3 separate regions of the Mus musculus genome follow, and all the other regions are linked to region 1. A link is a contact called in public Hi-C data. All regions are on one chromosome and are shown on one strand. Each heading gives the region's core, a stretch centred on a gene start, on an enhancer-like site or on the middle of the called end of the contact. The rest is flanking DNA. Distances are from core to core; before and after follow the strand shown. Region 1 has its middle 140 kb from the start of Gm31268. Region 2 has its middle 140 kb from the start of Gm12022. Region 3 has its middle 12 kb from the start of Gm31505.

The links. A called contact is a pair of places that touch in the nucleus more often than the background predicts.
Region 2: a contact with region 1 is called in a Hi-C map of the N1E-115 cell line, with 5 times the contacts expected there. The contact joins two enhancer-like sites.
Region 3: a Hi-C map of uterus shows a contact between it and region 1, with 3 times the contacts expected there. The contact joins two enhancer-like sites. A contact is called at or near these places in 8 of 484 Hi-C or Micro-C datasets (the N1E-115 cell line, adipose-derived mesenchymal stem cells, cerebellum and 4 more), 2 of 115 datasets of contacts at active chromatin or transcription factors (astrocytes and embryonic stem cells) and 2 of 9 other capture datasets (embryonic tail and embryonic trunk).

Annotation. Positions count from the first base shown.
Region 1 is chr11:17,458,991-17,461,997 of GRCm38.p6, reverse strand. No RefSeq gene overlaps it. Among named protein-coding and RNA genes, the nearest start is that of Gm31268, 140 kb to the right of the region's middle. Within about 2 kb of position 1,422, at least 50 of the 459 cell types and tissues checked have an H3K27ac peak or open chromatin away from gene starts, as enhancers often do. A contact at or near this core is called in the N1E-115 cell line, cerebellum and uterus, where this site is marked.
Region 2 is chr11:18,353,495-18,356,501 of GRCm38.p6, reverse strand. No RefSeq gene overlaps it. Among named protein-coding and RNA genes, the nearest start is that of Gm12022, 140 kb to the left of the region's middle. Within about 2 kb of position 1,496, at least 2 of the 459 cell types and tissues checked have an H3K27ac peak or open chromatin away from gene starts, as enhancers often do. A contact at or near this core is called in the N1E-115 cell line, where this site is marked.
Region 3 is chr11:18,009,765-18,012,771 of GRCm38.p6, reverse strand. No RefSeq gene overlaps it. Among named protein-coding and RNA genes, the nearest start is that of Gm31505, 12 kb to the right of the region's middle. Within about 2 kb of position 1,486, at least 35 of the 459 cell types and tissues checked have an H3K27ac peak or open chromatin away from gene starts, as enhancers often do. A contact at or near this core is called in the N1E-115 cell line, cerebellum and uterus, where this site is marked.

The DNA of each region.
Region 1 (3,007 bases), core at 173-2,672:
GATGAAATGCTTATGTGAAGGTGTTTAAAGAAGGACATGTGAGTGGTGGGATTGTTCTAGACAGACAGAAAGGGCAAAGAGGAAGTGAAAGCTAAGAAGACTACACTGTAGTGAGTGGTTGCAGTTAGAAAAGCAGTTTGTTTTCAAGTCCTTCTGGGAAACCATATGATATTGTGTGTTAAAAATCCCTAAGTATTAATAACTTTGTGGTTATCCCAATTAATATTTCTCCAAGAAAGAAATTGTGCTGTGAAAGCAATCATAAGCATCCCATGTTGCCTGAAAGAAAAAGGCAGACATGTGAATTATAGTACATCTACTTGGAAAGTTGTACATCCGTGGAAACAATGTTATAATATTGGTTATGTTATTATAACATTGTAATAATATTAGTTGTATATTATACATAGTTATAATAATGAAAAATGATTATTATAAATATTAGATGGTAGTCTGAGGAAATGCACATGAAAAAAATCCAAGCCTTCCAAAAGTAAGTTATAAAATTATGCATGTGCTATAACCAAAGTCATATTATACATATATTATAGTCAAGCTTTTGTTTCTGAAAGTTGCAAATGATGATTCCGTACAGCTGAGGATACCTGTATGAAAGAATCTCTACAGACTTCCTACGATGCGCAGTAGTATTTAATTTTTTGTTTTCATTTACATGCAACTGTTGTTTCAGCTCTTCAGCTTTCAGTCTTTCCCTAGAATGTGTCTTTTACGGGAGAAACGCAGCTTCCAGTAAGAGGCTGAAATTCCCGCCTTCCGGGAAAACCCGCAGAAACCCAAGCTCCCGGCGCTCAGTGGTGCTTCCTGGTTTCCACCCTCTGCCTCTAAGGCCATTGTGCTTGAAACTTGTTGGAGTGAAAGGAATTCCCGGAAGCCCCAAGTCAACGAAGAAAGAAGCCAGATCGCAGTAGCAGATGGTTCATCTTACAGCTTTCATTTATTTTCTTTACGTGCCAGGAGGGGGTTACATTATCGACTGGGAGGGTGACCACACCTCTCTTCTTTAGAAAATGCCTGCTTGGCACCGTGGCATTCACCCAAGAAAAGTGTCACATTCTTTTGTCCCAGAGGTCCAGAGAAAGCTCTATCAGGCGGTTTTTGTTTTTGTTGTTGGTTTAAAAAAAAAAAAAAAAAAAAAAAAAACAGTATAATTACCATAAAGAAACCCTTCTGTCTCAAAAACACAAGCTTCCCATACATGGTAAGATGAACTAGACGTTATTTCTCTGCACAGCAAAAAAAAAAAAAAAAAAAAAAAAACCTTTTGGCCCACCCTACAAGCCATTTATGGGTTTGATTAAGGCCCACGGGTGTCTCTAACTTATTTATTTAGGAAACACTGTTATTGTCTTAATGTAAACCCAGTTCAGGATCAGTTGACAGTTGGAAAGCTGCGGCAGAGGGTTTTCAAAGGCGCCTCCTTGGAAAGGGGCTCTCCATTCAGCTCCAGTTTCTGAGTCGTACTGCCAGCTCTGCTCAGAAAATAAACAAATGTTTGTTTTACAACATGGCAAAGGGGGCTCCCATTCATCGTGGGCCAGATATGAAAACAAACTTCCACGTATAAGGGCTTTTGATACACATGACTTACTTGGATGACAAGAGGCTCACTGGGGAGTGCTTAAAGCTTATTAATATTGCACAAAAGACTTTTGTTTATCATTTCCCTGGACTGCCTGGGAATCACAGATTCAAGCCGCCACCCGGCTGGTGTCCTAGCATTTTAGCTGCCTTTAACGTGTGCAGATTGTGAAAGTACTGCTGGTTTGGAGCCAAACACAAACTCTCCACCAAGCCAGGTGAAAGAACTCAGAACTGCAGGGTTCTAAGAACCAAGGTTGGGATTGAAATTAAAGAGAGAGCAGAGGGGAGAGAGCTCCCTCTACAGGTAAAAAACTAGATGCCTTGCATCTACCTGCTTGGAAACCAGTAACTTCCAGAAAATTTGGAATCCATGGCCTGTCTAAAGAGACATTTCACCTCCTATTTAAACAGTCTACGCCTACAAGCTCTACTCTTCAGACAATGATCATAATGAAAAATCCTCTCTTGAGGCATCTGTTTACTAGGAAGGTGTGCAATGAGGTATAACCGATGTCATCTCCACCTCCCCTGTAATCTAGTAACCACAAGCTACTTGTGGCTGTGCTTAAATAATGCTGGATCGATGGATACAAAAGCAAAGAGTTTAAGGGGAGGATTGTGCTGTGAAGGGTGCAAATTAGCTTTTTTTATACCTATTACATACTTAGAAGATATTTGTAATAATTGGATTAAATTTAAAAATAATTAAATCAATTTCACCTGTAGTTTTTTCCCCCATGTTTTTAATATGACTACCAAAAAATAAAATTACTTATTCATCATCTATTTCTATAAGTGTTGGCCTAGATAATTAGGGTATAGTATCATATCAGAGCTAAAGCCTGTGGGATCTTTGATTTGTGCTAGTTTAGTTGATTCCTTTTTTCTGGTGCTGGGGTTATAACCCCGAGTCAGGAAAGTGTTCAACCACTGAGCCACAGCCACAGCCACAGCCACAGCCACAGCTCACTCACATTCTCTTGCCTTAAACATGCCCTTTCCACCCACAAACTGAATTTCTGAAAGCTAAAAGGATTTTTTAAAAAGTTTTAATGCAAACATCTCTATTTAAAGTCTTATCAAAACATGAGCAAACTTGCAGTCTGTGTGTGCTGAGAAGTGTCATAAGAAAGGGCATATTTTCTCTCTATAGTTCCGATTCTCGCGGCCATGCCCTTTGCTTTTTAATTGCAAGTTACTCCAAGAGAAAGAAATTCCTTCTACTAGAATAGACTTGAAGAATTGCTTTCAGGTCACTAGACAGTAGATATTTGCTTCCTCCCTTTTTTAGCTGGCAGCCTTACCCACCTACCTAGTCAGTCTCCTTTGTGAGTGATCATTAAGATTTGTGAGATAAGCAGGATTATACGAGAAATATGTGCCTTTAGGGTTAGCCTACCTAACT
Region 2 (3,007 bases), core at 247-2,746, 890 kb before region 1:
CCTAGTTTTCAAATATATATTTCATATCATTAAAAGCAGCTAAAGGGGCCAGGTGGCCTTAGAATTCCCAAGATGACATTGATGCTCTTAGTACTATTTCAAACTGCTTAGTGCTATAGGAGAGTGAACTTGTCTGCTACAAAAACCAAGTTCAATTAATCATAATTGAGAAACACATTGTGATGACCACAGGATGTTCTAAAGAACAAGTCTTGGAACCTTGTGATGGGATTGCAAGTCTCTTTTCAAGTCGGTCACTGTTTTTTTGACCCTTCAAATGCATGAAAGCTAATAGAGTGCTATGTAGTATCAACATGCAAATCCAGAGGACGAAGCACACAAACACTACAGCCACTGAGAGGAAATACACATTTACAATTACACTAATTCTCAAAATATTGAAATCTCATATAGCCAGTAAAAAGAACTTAGTCTATCTTATGTTCTCTTAGTGCTAAATGTATACAAAGATATCTGTGCTTTGTTAAATTGTTGACCTCAAAATAGAATGCTTCGATTATGTTTTAAGAAGAGAATAAGGTGAGACACTCTGCTCTACAGCAGATCAATGTGGGCAATAACTATTTTTCTTCCTGGTTGAAAAATTGGACTGCCGATTGTGTTTGCGATCTGATGAAAACAGCTGAAGAAGCTGCGACGCTTAGTCAGATACCTTTAAGGAGGAGACATAGTTTGATTGTGGGTAAGGTCAGGACATTTATTTAGAATGAGTCCATCTTACTTACAATGTTTAAAGAAAAGATTTTGACGTGGGATCTCAAGTTGGATGCCCCCATTTTGTGTGGCATCTTATCAAATTTATTCCCTCAGTTTCATGAGAGAGTCTAACTAGGTTTGTCCCTGACTTCTCAAGGAGTTGGTATAAAATTTTCATGGTCTGTCTAAATATTCCCTTAATTAAGCATCCAAGGAATTTTTAATACAAATGTAATAGATTTGTTTTCTCACAAGCTACTATTTAAACAGCCATTTGTGATAAATATTTATAAGTGTTTATAAATAAAATATTAATTGCCTAAAATGGCATTTTAATGTGGCACTCGCTACCAGTGAAATGCCGCAAGTGTGACGCTACCTCATGAAAAGTTCTGGAACATCTGGCCCTACACCAGCACCACCGTGGAGGCTTCTGGGACAAGAATAGCTGTGGCATCTTCTCAGAGCTTCTTTTGGACAGAGGTACCTCTGTTCCAGATGTTAGGATTCTTAGAAGTGCCACACCTCCAAGAACATAGCCATCCACTTCCTTTTCCTAGATTGAACAGAGGACACCCAGGTTCTTCCTTGTACTTTCAGGGGAGAGGACTCCACCTTTCTGTCGTTGTTGCTTTCTCTCTGGCCTCGGGATGTGAGACTTTTCAGAAAGGGAAGCACAGAGACTTGACTGTGATCCAAGCTCTCATTGCTGGTTCAACTTGTTCTATGCCAAGGCCAAATTAGATTACAGAACACTAGATAAGGAGACAGGAAGAAAGCACTCTAAACAGACTCTCTTAAGCTTTGTTCTGGATAAAAAAGAAAGAATGAGTCACCGCCAGTCTGTTAGCTCTTCTGGGATTGAATATCTGTCTACCTGCCCAAAAGCAAACCAAGCCTCCATGGGCCTCAACATCTCCATCTGTGAGCCATGAAAATAAATGTGTGTCATTTACATATTTTAGGGACACTAATGAGAGCAACAGTTTGTTTTTATTTATTCATTAATTGAGGCAATTTATAAACTTACACCATCTGCTACAAAAATTCAATTAAATAATTGTTATATCCCAGTGTTACAAGTAGTATAACAGTTTATAGAAACATGAATCTGGTAGAGGTAGCCAGGTGTGTGGGGAGTGAGGAAGGGTGCTTTTCTTGAAAGGGTGTGCCACACTTTCATGCTGCACACATATTTAAGCAAATTTGAATGTCATGGCTCTTCCATGCTGTTTAAGGGGAGATGCGTTTAGTGAGCAGTAGCAGATTTTGACTATTGACTTTGTCTTACTTTGTGCAATCAGTAGTGCATCAGATTTTGTAACATTTCTCAACTTTAGTTTCCACATTTATAAAACAGAGCTGATTTGCTGCCGATGCTGAGAAGAAGGTTGGCAGTTTTCCATCTACTTATATCTTTGCGACTTAAGATTTCTGTGTTTATGGAATTTAACTTAATTTCTCAAAATGCCATAGAAAGGACAGATTGAATGCAGGCAGATGGTGGAAATGACAGCTTGACCTTGAAGACGAGGCTCAGAAGAAGCAAGGCTCAAAGGTGCTGTCATGTCACCAGCACTTGGGACAGAGATCTAAGGACATGCTTTTCTTGAACTTCCAAATAACATTGTTTTGACAACATATTTCCAGTGTGTTTTATAAGCAAATCCTTTTCCAAAATGATTTCAGCTCAGAAATTTGCTCCTTTGACATTTCTAAATGGCTATTTTATCCTTGAACCATCTCTGCATCTCTGAAAAAGACCTCTGAAAAAACAAACAAAAACAAAACAAAACAAAAAATAAAGCCTAAAACCTCTCTTTATTGTACATGAAAGGTTTCTCTCTTCCACTCTAAGCAAGGATGCACTCGTTGTCAGGGCTGCAGGTCAGTTGGCAGTCTGCGTCATTGAGAAGGACGCTGTGGAAAGGTGGGAACGCTCTGTGTTGATTTAAAGTCCGTGGAGATGTGGGTGAGAACGCTGGCATTTGAGTATGTGAAAATGTTTCTGGCTGATGCTAAACCTTATTATTTACAATTCATTACTTATGAGTCAAGTCCCAGTATTCATTGTGCACTTTGCAATTGCATTGTATAAGTTTCATAAAAGAAGGCAATAAACATACAGCTACCTGTTGCACAGTCCCCAGAAGCCAATCCTCTGTGTAGTGCTCTATGAAATTCTATTTTGATTAGGTTGTTACATCTGGGACAGAACTGCAAATAGTGTTTGGCAATGGAAAAATGTGGGCCTGTATAATTCTAAGATTAAAGTCTGTCCAATAATACA
Region 3 (3,007 bases), core at 237-2,736, 550 kb before region 1:
GATTTGTTTTCAGGAAACACTGCCCGATTCAGTCCAAGTGTGCATGAATTAGTGAACACTTTCTTGGATTTTAGATTGCTAAAGTGCATTTCTCATTTGCTCTAGTCAAATTTATTATTGCTCTTCAGTAGCAGAGCATCCTTTGTTTCCCAACTCTATTCCTTTCAGTGAAACCTATTTCCTTTGTGGAATTGAGAAAACAAAAGGTGAGCATTCTCAAGGAAATACTGGATAGGACAGTCTAACAAAGTGCACTGTACCATATTGGCAGTGAAAAGCCTTGCTTATTTAGTAGTCGGCTAGTTTGGTGGTTAAATAATGCTCTTATTTTGGCATTTATTGTATATTTGTTCTAAATAAACATAATTTATGAATATTTTAACACATGCGTACTCAGTGGGGTGGGTTCTCACACTGATATAAATAGAATTAATGAGCAGTCAGCTGCCACATACCATGACATATGACCCGGCAGCAAGAGCTCAGAAGTGGTTCTCATGGCTTCAGAAAACTTTGCCCTTAGTTTAACTTCTTGAAACTACGTCTTATTCTCCCCTCATCGTGACAGAATCCAGGTTTTGCTAGAAGAGTCTAGTCAGATGTTGAGACAACCATTTGTCTTGCCTTCTTTAAAGCAAAACAAAAACACATGGAGGGCTTAGCTCCACTCAGCTCAACTTTGGGACTAGAGTCACAGAAAGATGAATATTTTATATATTTCTACATGAATTGTCTCTTATTCCCATTTTTGTGACAATTAACATGATTATGCCAGTTGCTACAGATCTTTACAAAGAAAAAAGAAAACTTCCAAGTGTTTCTACATTTTAAAACAGATCTGACAGCCCCTTGAGTGGGGAAAACAGGAAAACAGAGAACACATCATTTTAGCCAGTTACCTACTCTCCTTGAAAACAAAGCAACAAGCTGTTCAGCAAGCCTAAGAAGATTTTATTTTTTAAGGAATAAGCCCAGCAGTAGAAAGCCACCCCATCAAGGAGTAGGCGTGGAAATTAACACTGGGATGCAGAATCTTCAAATTAACAGGATTTAATTTGACAAAGAATTATTGTTGTGAAGATGCAAAGTAGAATTTAAGAGTCACCTTTCTTCGATTTTTTACGGCTTTATTATAGGCAAAGCAGAAAAATAAGGCGAGCATGTGCACCGTGATGCCCAGATGATCTGGCAGGACCGCAGTCTTGGCAAGAGACTCGGGCTGTGCTGTTTATGCACACAGATGGAGGGCGCAGCCTTTATTCCTCTTCTCATTCCAAAGGGGATGTTTGAGGCCCCTCTACTCCCACCCCCACATTTGCAAACACACACTCTCTCTAAACGAAAGCTGTGTCCTAAAAGGGCAAGTCCGGTATGCTTTAAGGAAGTGAGAAAAAAACAGGACACCATTCATTCTCCTGACCACCTCTTAGAGGAGGACTTCTCACTGACTGAGGAGGCTGGGGCCGGATGAGTTTCCCCAGAGTTGCTCCCCTGGGGAATCCCCTTTCCACTGCAAAGTAAATGGGCACCACCTAGTGCTCTTTCCAGGCAAAGGCTGTGAGTCTTGGTCTGGATACAAGTGGGCGCTTGGGATCGCTGGCCTTTACAAAGGTAAAATAAAAGGAGGCAGCTGTCTTCAAACCTTTTACCTTCTAAGGATGGGTCGAGAGGGAGGGGCAGTAAGGAGGAGGAGGAGAGAAGGAGACGTAAGGGGGAGGGGGAAGAATAAGAGTCTTAATGAAAGCAATGCTTCCAAATAAGGAATTTTCTTAGGGCTGGTCTTTGTTAATAGTTTCCTCTTATCTTTTTTTTTTTCAGTTCCCCCCCCCCCGCCCACCCTTGTTTATTTAAAGACAGGGCTTCACTTCCTAGCTCTGGTTGACCTGGAATTTCTTAAATAGATGAGAACTCTCAGAGATCCCCCTGCTTCTGCCTCTACCTTAGCGTGCTAGGATTAAAGGTATGCACCACCAAGCCTAGCTTCCCTGATCTTCTGCTTTTAAAATCATCCCAAATCTGAGAAATAAAGTCTTTATTTCCCCATATGCTAATTTCCCCCTCACCTTGCTCTGTTTCTCTTATGGTTAAGCAGAGAACATTTCTAAAACTCATTCACTATAAAACAAAGGAGGTTCTAGTAGCAATGTGCCCTTGGCAGCCAAAATCCATTCTAACAAGGAGTCTCTCTGGAGTTTTCCTAACACAACAAATCGCACTTATGAAAAATGATGCGTAGCACAGACTCTTTCGAAGCACAATAAGATCAAGTTAACCACTCATGCCTCTAGGAAAAAGATCTAAGAGGCTTTATCCGATTGGCAAAATGGACCTGGATATCAGCTCAAGGATTGAGGACACTTTGATAAAATTTCAAAGCAATGAAGTCCGATTATCTGAATGATTGCTTAACCCCTTTAAAATATAACTTGGGGAAGAACAAGATTTTTTTTTTTGAACTCATGGTCTGTCAGAGAATAGAAAGAGCTACTTTATACTGTTTGCTTTTTCTATAGCGTTTTGCTTAGAAATATTCTTAGCACTACTGCTTTTACAGAGTAATGATAATCATTTCTTTGTTGCTAAAAGTAGGTAATTCTTCAATAAAATAGAAATCTTACTGTACAGCAATGTGGGAAGAAATCCTGGGGAAAATACCACAGAGAATCAAAGAGACCGATGCCTACTGCTGCTCTGGAGCCAGTGACTGGGGCATTAAAAAAAAAAAAATCAGACAGAAAACAGGTTGTACAGAGGTGAATTAACATGACTAAAGCTTCTCTTGATGAAAAACCAAGAATCTATGCAGAGAAACCTGGAAGAGGGTAAAGAAAATGCAGTCCAAGTTTCCAAACACTTTCTACTGACTAGATAGAACAAAATTACTTTGACAGGTTTTCATACCTTCACTTTAACGTAAAAATTTTACAAGTCCAAAATGTTCCTATCTTTAGCCATTTTGCCGTAATTTAGGATATTAGACAAATGATTTACTTGACATGTTTTTGAA